Linked DNA regions of Sus scrofa: region 2 is linked to region 1. Evidence: chromatin contacts called from public HiChIP or PLAC-seq data. All regions are on one chromosome and are shown on one strand. Each heading gives the region's core, a stretch centred on a gene start, on an enhancer-like site or on the middle of the called end of the contact. The rest is flanking DNA. Distances are from core to core; before and after follow the strand shown. Region 1 overlaps LOC102158650 (a long non-coding RNA gene). Region 2 holds the start of GJA1 (gap junction protein alpha 1).

Region 1 (6,736 bases), core at 1,208-3,707:
TAGTGTTGGAATCAGGACAAATCCTCACACTCACTTCCTGTGGACTGGGTTTAAGTTCTGAGGGTTCAGGGGTAATTTTATTTGAGAGGAGAGAATGGCTGAAAGAGCAATAAATGTTGCTGTTGTTGTTTTCTAAAAAAGTGTAAGGAAAGGTGATTGATAGGGAGAGGGGTTGGAGATGACCATGTTATAACCATATCTGTTTCCTGAACTTTGAAACAGGTCATGCTAGGCTGTAGTCTGTTCAAGCTCTTCATTCTACTGAAGCTCAGAGGAGCAGGAGCTGTAAGGATCTCTGTAGGATGTATTCCTAAAAGCCAAATGACCCCTCCTTCAACGCTCAAGCCAAGTTCATTGTCATCTTGTTCTATCTTAAAAACAGAACATATTTCTTACTGCTTTGCCAAGCAAGATCTAGCTTATAAACTAATGAAAATCAGGAAACTTCCTCTTTTTCTTCAAACACATATATCTTCATTCATCTGAGCTATGTTTTTCTGACTTTTGGGATTACAAAAGAAAACACATAGCCCTTCATTAAGCAGACTCAGCAAATAGCACTTCAGTTTCGTAACAAAGCCAGTATTATGGCAGAGAAGTCATGATGTACAATACTGCCCAATTAATTTCAACAGGTGCAATAATAAAAGATTTCTTTCATGATGCTGGTTGACAAATATTTAAAGGTATTTACCTGACTTGCAGTGAACACATTTCTATTCCAAGACCATAAAAAAAATAAATCGAATTTTAAAAAAATCTTAAAACTGTCTGTATGGTTACCAAAGAAGGTTAGAAGACTTCAATAAAGCCTGTTGTTTTTGACTGAATTCTCACAATTGCCTTTTTTTGTAAGCTGTCATAGTTTAACTTCCTTGACCCCTGAAGCTATCACAGAAAAGAGTTGAAATTTCTTATGAAAAAAGTTTCACACAACTAAGATTTTCATGGTGTATCTAGTTGAACATTAAAAAAAAAAAATGTTCTTAATTAGCTACAATTCTGTATGGGAAAAACAACCACTATGATTACTCAGGGAACAGATAAGCCTCCCCATGTTCCTTCTAAATAACAACATTGCATAAGATAAAAAGAAGAAAACATCTATTTTATTTTGAAGTAATCACCAAAAGAGCTTGCCTGATGCGATTATAAAAAAGTCCAATGTGGGCTCAGAGTTAAGTTACTTTTTTATGTTGAAAGTGCCACTGCAAGGGAGGGAATGGAAAAAAGGCAGTCCTTTTACAACTTTTTCAAGATTGCAAGGCAGTGCTGCGAACATCAGAGGCTACATTCAGCTCCTTGGCTAGGACAAAGGCAAGGCCAGAACCAAGTGGATGCAGAATGAATAAAGAAAATGCCTGGTATTCAAGGGCCAACTCTCAGCTGGGCTTCAGGATTGCCATTTCAGTTTTCAAGGGTAGAGAAATCTACCTATGTTTGCGAAAATTTGTGTATTTCTACTGTGAGTGGAAAATGGCTTCGTCCTTTGCTTATTTGGTCTCTGATCTTCAATTTCTCCATCTGGAAGGAGGAAAAAGCAGATAGAGAAAAACTACCATGGGGCAAGTTTTTATTTTGTTTTCTCTCTCTTTTTTAAAAATTTGTATTGGACTAGAGGTCAAAACTGATTTGGACTGAAAAGTACTGGCATGGCAGAAAAAGTCTCCATTGAAGGAAGTCGTGATGGATGTCCTCCTGATTTTGTTCACACTGTTGTCCACAAACCTCTTGTTCAAATTCCTGCCCAAGTCTGGCTCTGCCGGGAGACTTTCCCAGACAACCTCACCCCAAAGTGATCTTCTGAATCATATCACTTACCACTGACAATGCCTATTTGTCATTAAATGCTTATGGTCTTGAATTAGCTCTGGGGGATGTTGTTTGACATGACTGAAACTTTCTAGTGAAGAATTTCAGCAGAAAAGTGAAACCATGTATCTGCTACTCAAAGAAAAGTTCAGTCCAGAGATATAAAGGTGGAAATCATAAAAAAAAAAAAAAGTGGTGATTGAAACCAGAAAAATTAATGAGAGTACATAAACAAAGAAATGCAAAGCAAGAAAGAAGAGAATTTGAAGAGGGTTCTGAAGAAGGCCACTACTTAAGAAGAATAGAATAGAAAAATTAGTGAAAGAGGAATTTGCAGGGTCAGAAAAGCAGAAAGAATGTTGCTTTTTGTAATCTTTTACAGAAGAAGAAATTGTGTAATTGGTGATTTCAGCATTTTCCAGAACATTTACCACAATTCTTTGCACATAGTATATGCCCTAAATATTTACTTGGTGCACAAGACATGAGGAATAAATTCACATAAATATTTTTATTATTTTTCTTTTGATTGTTATGTTCTTAGCAATCACCCCCGTGCCACTCCTATTCCTTTTTTTTTAATTCCATCTTTTCTGAGAAGTCACTGCGGGGTTTCTGTTATTGGCAGACTCTAACCTCTAGGGGGAGCTCAAGGAGAGGAGGACTGAATAAGGGTCACGTCTAAGGCTACATTGGGTCATGGTAGTAGTAGACTGAGTTTTTGGTGAATTAGCAGGGAATTAGAAGGAATTAGCCTCCACTAGGCTGAATCGTTAATTCTTTTGAAATCTCGCCTTTTTAAAAATTTCACATGACAGAGAGCAGATCCAGGCTTGACTCTTACTTGGAAAAACTGCCCTAACCTGAAAAAACTGTAGGGTAGAATTCAAGGTTTAAAAATAATGGCCAAAAGACTGCATTTCACTCAAGGTAAGTGACTCTGAATGTCTATTTGTGTGAATGTATATGTGTGTGCATGTGTGTTTTCGAGAATTTGAACTTTGAAACGGGAACAAACTTACCACTCCCTCAAGTTTTTACAACTCCATTCATCTTCTATCTGGCCTTCATCACAGATTTTTGTTATATTTTTTGTCTCTATAGGCAATTGAGTTTGCAAATATTGTTTAAGTTTGGAAAAGTACGTTTTTACAATTTGCCCTCTCAGAGCCTTTATGGTTCAATATCTCAGAGTTCCTCTTGTGGCGTAGCAGAAATGAATCCCACCAGGAACCATGAGGTTGCAGGTTCCATCCCTGGCCTGGAGGAGTGGGTTAAAGATCTGGTGTTGCCATGAGCTATACTGTAGGTAGCAGATGAGGCTCAGATCTGGCATTGCTGTGGCTGTGGCTTAGGCTAGCAGCTGTAGCTCTGATTAGACCCCCTAGCCTGGGAGCCTCCATATGCTGCGGGTGCAGCCCTAAAAAGACAAAACACAAAAATAAATAAATAAATAAATAAATGTTCGATATCTCATACATTCCTACATTTCTCATCAGGAAAAACAACAACAACAAAAACAATTTCCTTTCTCGGAAGATGTGTTTTGCTCCATGTAGGGGAGTTTAGCAGGATAGATAGTGAGAGCTAAAATATTGCCTGCCATGACAGTAAACAAAGGATGTTGCAGCCACCAAGCCATCACATTGCAGCCAACTGGACAGCGAGCCCTGAGGAAACTCAGGATGGAGACAAATGGGCTGCTCACTGCGAAGCCCATCTAAGCAGTCAGCAGCTTCAGCTACCCCCTATGGTGCCCCCTGAGAAAACAGAGTATTGGCCCAGATAGCTGAGGTGAATATCAAAGGGGTGATTTCAGTGAGCTCAAACTCTTGCATCTTCCCATTCACAGAAAAGCACTAAATTCCTTAATGTAAAATGTATGGTTTTTTTTTTTTTCTTTTACTTTTTAGCCACATATGGAAGTTTCAGGCTAGGGGTGAAATTGAAGCTGCAGCTGCTGGCCTACACCACAGCCACAGTAACAAGGTATCTGTCTGCGTCTGCAAAACACACCACAGCTCACAACAATGAAGGATCCTTAAGCCACTGAGCTGGCCAGGGATCTAACCTGTATCCTCATGGATATTAGTCAGGTTCATTCCTGCTGAGACCCACAAGGGACACTCCTGAGTTCCTTTAATTGTTAATAATCCTTTGATGTTCTGACTGCTTGGTCTTTTGTTGAAAACTCCTATACATCCTAGCTCCCCATCATTGCCTCTCTGGAAAAGTTTTCAGTGTTGTTCGAGCTGTTGTGTCCTGGGCTTGAAGTCCTCAGAAAATCATCGGAGTAAAACATAACCCTCAAATTTTAGGTAGTGCTTTTTTTTTTTTTTTTTTCTTTCAGTCAATGGTACGTAATCCTTTGCACAAACCACAGAATTTGCCAGTCTGTCCTAGCTCTTTTGCTTTTGGGTTCAGTGTTTCCACTTGAACTGAGTTGAAATGATGGGAGCATCCCTCTTAAAGGGAACAAGGGTGGATCCTTCTTACGGATTGTGAATCATTGTTTCCTTATTGTCACTGAAAAATGTAATAGAGAAGACAAGATCTGAAGACAAAGTGTTCAGTATTACATGTTAGTCAAACCTTGTTTTTTTTTTACACTTGGAAAGAAAAGAAAGGATGCTGAAGTGAAAGCCTCCCTCTGTAGCTCTGTGATCACAGCCAAGGCAGGAGACTTCCCCAACCCAGAGGAGCATTCCAAAGCAGAAAGGATTAGGCAACCTCCACAAAGCAGGCACGCCGCCATTGGTCTGGGTTTCCCAGTGTAAAAAGCTCTTCTTCTGTTCTAAAAGGACAAACAGTTCAAGTCTCACCACGGGTAACTGGGAAAGTAGGGTAAAAAAGGATCTTCCAAACAGTAAACTGCCTATTTGTTTGATGATTATTTTGCAAGCCCAGTAAACAGATCTGTTTAAATCATCCATCCAGTCAAAAAAAAAAAAAAAAAAAAATCCGCCAATTACCTACCACATGGTGAGGGCTCTGCACCTGCACAGAGGTGTAAGACAAGATCCCCACCCCAGAGAGCTGATAGTCTAGCACTGCTGGCAAATATGAGTGAATTTCTCATTTCCACCATGACCCACAGTAATATTTTATGTTGAATCCATTTTCTTGAGAGCATTGTGAATCCATTGATCATAATCTCTACAATAAGAACAAGTAGCTAATATTAGTTCCCAGGTATGAGGCATTCTAGACATATTTTAAAATGTTGATTTTTTCAGCACCCCATGGCAAAGATTTTAAATGGATTTGATCAAAAGTCAAAAGGAGCCCTTTCACATGCTCTTGCTGAGAAACTTGGCATTGGGACTGTACCTAATTGAGAGACTTTGTTGGCTGAAGTGTGTTGGCTCCAAGCCCAATCACAGGACCCCTTGGAACAATGAGTAAGGCCATTAGTGTGCATGCCTAATCCCTAGTGACCTTGTGAAAGTCTCCCTCTTTCTTGGGATTTGCAGGTCCCATGGTTCCGTAGCATGGGAGAGTGACACGTTAATCCTGTTCTCTTTTCTCTCTCATCCTTACAGATTGCTACAGGCCATGGACTGTCCTATAAGTGGAGACTGAGTCATTTTTTTTTAACAACTTGACAGTGAAGCTTACATCAGAGTATGTTAAAATTATAAGTGCTATTAACTTTGAACAGCAATCTGACTATAAATTTTCTTTTGGCCTATGTAATAACTCTCCTCCTTTTTTAAAGACACCCTTATTAAGACATACCCCAAATGTAGCTAGTTTAAATACTACCCATTAAATTTTTTCTTTAATCTTTATTCCTTTTTCTTAGAATCTTACTACATATTGGATTTGTACTTTTTTTTTAGTATCTTTAGAGTGACTGACCAAATGCAGTAACTAGCTGTCTTAAATACACCTAGAGTATTACTTAATACCTCAGAAATTCCCTCTATAGTTTTGTATTTAAAAAAGCAGAACAGGGGAGTTCCCATTGTGGCACAGTGGAAACTAACCCAACTGCTGTCCATGAGGACATGGGTTCCATCCCTGGCCTTGTTCAGTGGGTTAAGGATCTGGCATTGCCATGAGCTGTGGTGTAGGTCGCAGACGTGATTTGGATCCTGTGTTGCTGTGACTGTGGCCAGTAGCTGTAGCTACAAGTCCACCCCAGCCGGGAAACTTCCATATCCTACAGGTGAGGCCCTAAAAAGAAAAAAAAAAAAAAAAAAGCACCACAAAACCAAGAAAGCTACCTTTGAAAGCAACAACGCTTTTTTTTCTTTAGGTAAAAGTTAAACCAAGGCAAGTGCAAATTATCTGAACTCCATTCTCCATTATTATGAATTGGCTTTGACAACTCCTTCTTGCCAAATTTATTGTTCCTGGTTGTGTGGGAGATGTTTCTATAAAATAATTTGGAAGGAGCAGTGGAAACATTTCTCTATAAAATAAAGATATATAGTTGTCTAAGATCATTAGCAGATGGGTTATAATAAATTTGTAGTTTCAAAGTGATGGAAGCAGACTTTAAAAGGGGGTGCCCAAGAGGTTTTGGTTTTTTTTTTTAATGAGAAAATCCTCTCCCTGAAGCCTGATTGGTGTTAGAGAAGTTTGACAAACTCTTCCTTCTGAGCACTGATTCCCAGAGAGCTGAGTAAGGCCACTGGAGAATGACCACTGGCACAGAGATCTACCATCATCAACTTTTAGATCTTTCCATGAACTGTCATGAATTACACCTGTTTAAAACTTGTGAGGAAGAGACCCCCATATAGGATTAAGTGGGAAGCATGGGTTTTGTCCAAGAAGAAAGCAAAATGAGCATTATCTTGGGCTTTTATTCAAGTAGAATTAACATTACTTGTTTCAGTGAACATTTATATGTGTGTTTTAAAGACATATGTTTTAAAAATTATTTAATTAAAACAAATGCAGAAATGGCAAGTGT
Region 2 (6,224 bases), core at 990-3,489, 340 kb after region 1:
CATCTTCTTATTACTAACTTGGTTTGGAAGGCAGAAGAAATTAAACCCACCTCCAAATGCAACAATGTCTATTTTTCCAAGTTTATAGTGCTCCTCTTTGTACTCTGGGAGTACAGGCAACCTTAGGATAAGGATGAGGTTGCTCAAGGAGGGCTTTTGATAAACTTTATGGGAGATGCTCTGTAAACATCTGGAGGGCTAATCAGTAGGATACTGTGGTCGATCCGCTGCTAGGAACTCAAAAGTTGAATTTCCAAATTCTGTACTGATTTACTCCTGGACATGTCATTAGGTCTTTACTCATTTCATTACGTGGCTTCCTCTGCGCTCCCCTACCCGCTCCCCACCCCCGGATTCTTAGGAAATTTCGAGAACTTACTGAAGAGTTACAAGTGTCATTTAGACACATTAATTTCCAAGGTACTCAGGTTTCCTCGTCATGGCTTACACACTAGGATTCAACAGGTTTGGAAAAAAAGAAAAAGAAAAAAAGGGCACTGCGGATGGCGGTGAGAGAAAAGGGAAATTAGATTGACACATTTAATTCAATTAATCATTTGCTATTCTTTTACCATTCGGCATGATGTCCATCTCCTTCAAACCCACCTCCACCGCTCCCACCCCTTCCCTTCCAGTGGCGGAACTCAGACCTGCACTGGGTTTAACTTTTAAGCATTTGAGGGAAATATCCGCAAACCTTTCCAAAACCTGGAGGCCGGGGCAGCCCAGGAGCCGGGGCGAGCCAGGCGGATGCTAAAATGGCAGGAGGCACCCCGCGCCCGCCCGGCCCCAGGCCCCCGTCCTCCTTCCCCAAAGCTTTCATTTTTATGTGCTTTTGAGCACTCTCTGGTGCAAATACTTCAAACTGTAGGGTCACAGCAAGAATTTAAACTAATTACTTCAGTCCCTGGAATTAGAACAGACAAAATCCTTACCGGGCACGAAAATGCATGGCTGCATTTCAGGCTAAAAGAATGTGGGTTACTCACAAGAGCATGTAAGAAATTGAACCTTTAAAAATGACAAATCGTCTTTATCTTTGCCTCCTGGCAGCACCCTGGCGGCTCAAACTCAAAAAAGTTGCCCCAGAGCTCTTTAGTGTGTGGCAGGTTCGGACAAGCAGAAGGTGGTGGCAGTGTGTTTGTGTGTGTGTGTGTGTGCGCGCTCGCGCGCGTGTGTGTGTGTCGGGGTTGGGGGGGGGGCGGTAGCTCCCTCTAAGGCGCTGTCTTAAGAAATTTCGTTTCATATTCTCTCTAGGAGCCCCTGTCTTAGGAGACCGTTTTGAAAATGCACCCTGACATGCACTCTTTTCTAAACTTCTGTTCTCGCCCTAACTTAACGCTTTGTAAGTAACGAGCAGGCAGGCATTCAAGAGATTTCACCTCCTGAATTGCCAACGTGGTCGAGTCAAAGGTGGCTTCCCTGAGGGTCTCAAGATTTTTCCCTAGTGGCGGCTAACACAAAGTTAACTCTTTACTGTTGCTTTAAGAACCTCAGCATTACAACCCGTATTTTTACACCTTTTTGTTTACCGGGGGAAATTCTACGAAGAGACCACGTGGAAGTCAAGTAACCGCAAGGTCTTAACAAAGCACTTTGTTAAGAAGTCTGCTTTTCAAGGCTAGAGAACATCAATCAAGATTTCCATATGAAAAAGCACAAAGCGTAGAATTCTATAGCAAGCACTCTAGGCATCTTTGCACTTTGATTTTTTTCGTTGTAGCCAGTCAAACCCCCAACCTAGGCCCCCCAAACCACACCCCACCCCAAAAGTTACAAAGCGTCTAGACTATTACTAATTACCAAAAAAAGTGAAATTCTACTCTAAAATGAGGAACCAACCAAATATCCAGAAAGGTATGAATCTTATCTACCTGTTGCATTATTAAAAGATAACTTTTTAACAGTCAAAAAATAAATACCGTAAGTTCCATTTTAACTTTAAAACTAGACATTTCAAGTTCATCATTCCCTTTATATCATATCAAAGCTACATTTAACACTTTAAAAAACTTTAGCAAAGTTTTAATTGTAGAAAAAGAAAGAAATAGGTAAAGTCCTTTTTGAAAACTTACTCTTTCCCTTAAAAGAAGTGAAGTAGGCACGCCTCAGAGGATGAAGTAAAATGAAAAAGCAAGTTCAGGCACTCAGACCTGTCTATTTAAAGTTTAAAAGTCTGCTGCTGTTTGGTACTTTCCTCACTCCTTCCCCCTAATGAAAGAAAAGTGCTGATACCTCGTAAAAGCTTTTTTCTTACTTGGAGCACTGAGCTTTTAAAAGTTTCAAGCCACTGACTCAACAAGGAGGAGGGGCTAGGAGAAAGGGGTGGGGAAGAGGAAAGGCGGGCGGGAGAGTGGCGAGGAGGCCGGCAGCCGAGAGGGGTGGGGCGGGCGAAGAGGCAGAGGAGTAGCTAGGTCCAGATGAAGTCCAACTTTAAAACTGCTGACGAGAGACATGAAATGGCATTAGAGACCTGAATGCCATTACTTGTAGTTACTTCTTACAGTAACAATTACGGGTTTTAGTTAGTGCTTTTTTCACCCAAAGTCCAGGGATAATAAAAAGTAATGTATTTTATATTATTACTACCTTTTCTAAGATTTTATTTCCTGTAATATATGTATATATTACACTAAATTAAAGTGGTGGAAAAGTGTACAGCCAGGGCAAACTTCCTATTGGCCAAGGTGTGTGTAAAGGTGGGTGTGAGTGAGTTATTTGATGAGCTAATTCCTCCCCTCTTAGTTTAAAGGGACAATTAACAAAGGAAATGGAGATGGGATTGAGAAATTTGAAAAACGAACATTTTAGGATGGTATGCCCATCCCAAATCCACCTCTCAACTCCTTGACTGCTTTAAATTTCATTCTTTCCCACAGTTTTGCAAAAAATATATATATTTATATTCATAACTGTATTATAATACTTTTTGACTGTTAAATCTTCCTATCTGACCTCTACCAAATCTCTGGGGAACTGAAAATTTATAATATCCTAGCCCCATTCATGCCAAAAATGAACTCTCTTTTGTAGTGAAATGTCAGGATATTTTTTATGGAAAATTCAAATGTTAAGGCCCGAAACTCTCAGCTTTCCTTGAGACCATCTCTCTCCTTAAAACCCACTGGAGAGTTTTCTGCTGCTGACCACAGAGATCTGGGTATAGTTTTTATGTGCTTTTCCACCACTTCCAGGGCCCTCCCTCTTCAACAGTCTGCACTAGGGTTTATAACAGCCTGAGTCATGTGTCCTCAGTCTCAGAGTGGCCGGGTCCTTTGAGGTCTGTTCAGAGGCTACACTAGAGGGCTGTGGTAGGAGAGTTCCTCATAAACTGGCTTCAGTGATGCTCCTGGGGTTGGGCAGGGAACTCTCTTGGGCATTATTCTCTGGAAATAAAGCAAACTCATCCAGCGGGGATACTCCTTACTAATACAAATACTAGGAGGAAAAAAAAAAAACAAGTAGGATAGGAAGTATTTTCTGATAGATACCTTTGCCTAAATTTCATTTCATTGAAATGACTAATAAGGCACTTTTTGAAAGGTTGTAGTTTTAATACACAATTTTGCTCTTTCATTTGCTGGCTATTCTGTTTCTAAGGGTACATTTTTCTTTATGTTAAGGAAGAGGAAAAAAGAAATAGAAGTTGTACTCTAACTTTCAAGTCTTCAAGCTTAGCAATCCATAAATACTCTTTTGCTCTTGTATTTATAGTGTCTTTTCCTTCAAATGAGTCTATGGTTTTGTCCTAAGTAAAAATTACTTCCTTTGATTCAGAACACATTCATGAAAATATGATTTATTCTTTTTAAGAACACCTGTTTTCCTTTTCTCCCTCTTAAAAAAAAAAAAGTCTGTGCTTCATTCAATTTGCATAATTATTTGGGAGTTCCCATTGTGGCTCAGCAGGAACAAATCTGACTAGTATCCATGAGGATGTAGGTGCAGGTTCCATCCCTGGCCTCACTTAGTGGGTGGGGGATCTGGCATTGCCTGTTAGCTGCAGTGTAGATCACAGATGAGGCTTGGAACCTCCATATACCAGGGGTGCGACCCTAAAAAGCAAATAAATAAATAAATAAAATTACATAAATATTTTCTTTATTTTTGTACAATTATTTATCAAGCACAATTATTACTGAAATCATCCATTTTATTTAAAAAATTTCCTAAAATGTTAATTCAGAATTAGTTGCATTAAAGAAAAGTTGCAACTGGCTATTCTATAACAGGATTTTTTTAAATGAAAAAATCGTGTTAAATTTCCAATTCTGTTCTGTTAGGTGTATAGAAGGATGTTGTTATCTCAGCATTCTAGCATCTTTCCTTTTTAGTCTGTTGCCTATGTGACCAATTTGAAAGAGATAGAGGAACTTCTTGATACCAAATTAAGTTATTCATGGAAATCACTTGATTTATTTTCTAGGCCAAAGGGATTATTCATGTTAGCCAATAATTAAATAACAAGTTCTCTTAACATATGGAATGTACTATATCTTTTATTTCTAAAATGATTTTCTCAAAATCATTCATAAAAGATGAAGATATTCTTTGTGATCTTCTCTTCTTTTGGAATAATGGCACCAAGAGTGGCAATAATGGCACTATGAGTAATAGTGCTCAAGAGGAGCTGGGTCACTGTGAATGGCTTCCCTGCTGGAACAATGACAACAGTTATTATTCAAGGACACCTTGTAACTTCTCCAAATGTCTACCAGCAACTCTTATACTTCATACTCTAGCACTGCTGGTAAGTTACGTTTTGACCAATAACATATTTTTAGTATTTTTTAAAATAAGGTATCCTATTTATCTGAAGCTTATTTTCATTGGGATGTTTTGCAAAACTTGTGGGACAGACTTTTTAAATGTGTTTTTCTCATAGTCTCAAAAATGCCGATGCCATTTCATGAATATAAACACTGACTTTTCAGAACTGTACCTTCTCTGATTGCCAGGCCTCGTCCATGCAGAAGAAATGGATGTGGCTTGATGTGCTAGGCAATACCACTCTTTGAGGGATAAGGGACAGTCACTGAGGGTTCTGTTATCTGCAGTTTCTTTAGATGCCACCGTGAGCCAGGCTTTAGACTCTGTTTTATCCATGTTGCTCTGTGCACTGAGAAACACATGTTATTGGCACAGAGAAGAAGAGGATATTTTTCAGAATCGTGAGAAGTATTTCTTAATATGAAAACCAACTGCATTTAAACTTTTTCACCTTTGTTTCAAAATAGCATTTTTGGAAATATTAATAGATACATGGATTAATTTTTAAGGACTTTCTTTATCTTACACAAAACATTAAAAAATAGTTGATGGCTGTAGACTGAAGATTAAAAAGGAGAATACTGTAAAGACAGAGGAGTGAGTTATAAGGGTCTGAACTAGGGTATTAGGAGTAAGAAAGGACAAGAAGGTAGAATTACCAGAACTTGATGACAGCTTGAATGGGGAGGACAAGGGCGAGGAGTGTGGAGACTGATTCTGGAGTTTTGATTGGAAAAATGTTACAAAAAAGGAAGTCCAGAGGAGGAACTGATTTGCTAAAGGAGATTTAATTATTTCAATTTGGAATATTTGGTATGAAGAACTGAAACATTTTGATAAAGATAGCTGACTGGCAGAACATGAGCTGTGGAGTTCAGTGTAAAACTGTTGTAAGATTTGGGATTATACTCATAGTATTGATATTTGAAACCACAGGTACCGAAGAGATAACTAAGAGATAGGATGTAGTCAGTGTGCCAAAAAGACAGCCCATACATAGCCTCAGTGGATTTCCTAATTTAATACAGGTGAAGAAAAAGAATGAAAAAGGAGGCAAAGTAGAATCTGCAAAAGAGAAATGGGTTTATTTGTAAGGAAAATATCATTGTACTTGGGAGTGTCTTAACTTGGAAAAAAAAAGAGCAGTTACTCCTTTAAAACAAGAGTTAATGAAGACCACAAAGAAAAAAAAAGTTTTAAAGTGGAAAGTATGTGCTTTTTTAATTTGTTTGTTTGTTTGTTTAAAGGAACATGTTCATTATTTTATTTATTTATTTAGGCTGTCCTGTGGTTTATGATGTCCCCAGGCCAAGGATCAAATCTGAGGAACAGTTGTGACCTAAACTACAGCTGCGGCAACGCTGGATCCTTAACCCACTGTGCCAGGCCCAGGATCAAACCTGCGTCCCAGTGCTCTCAAGATGCCTCCTATCCCATTGAGCCACAGTGGGAAC

The links. HiChIP or PLAC-seq counts read pairs in DNA pulled down with a chosen protein or histone mark.
Region 2: a contact with region 1 is called in an H3K27ac HiChIP or PLAC-seq map of alveolar macrophages. The contact joins the promoter of GJA1 here to the enhancer-like site in region 1. A contact is called at or near these places in 1 of 5 promoter capture datasets (liver), 21 of 47 Hi-C or Micro-C datasets (adipocytes, alveolar macrophages, brain and 14 more) and 2 of 2 datasets of contacts at active chromatin or transcription factors (alveolar macrophages and skeletal muscle).

The regions. Positions count from the first base shown.
Region 1 is chr1:40,659,779-40,666,514 of Sscrofa11.1, forward strand. It overlaps LOC102158650 (a long non-coding RNA gene), which reads left to right. Exons shown (of 3, transcript XR_001305940.2): 1 at 1-2,742. Among named protein-coding and RNA genes, the nearest start is that of GJA1, 340 kb to the right of the region's middle. Within about 2 kb of position 2,458, at least 7 of the 83 cell types and tissues checked have an H3K27ac peak or open chromatin away from gene starts, as enhancers often do. A contact at or near this core is called in alveolar macrophages, omental adipose tissue and retroperitoneal adipose tissue, where this site is marked.
Region 2 is chr1:40,999,890-41,006,113 of Sscrofa11.1, forward strand. GJA1 (gap junction protein alpha 1) reads right to left here and starts at 2,240. Exons shown (of 2, transcript NM_001244212.1): 1 at 2,076-2,240.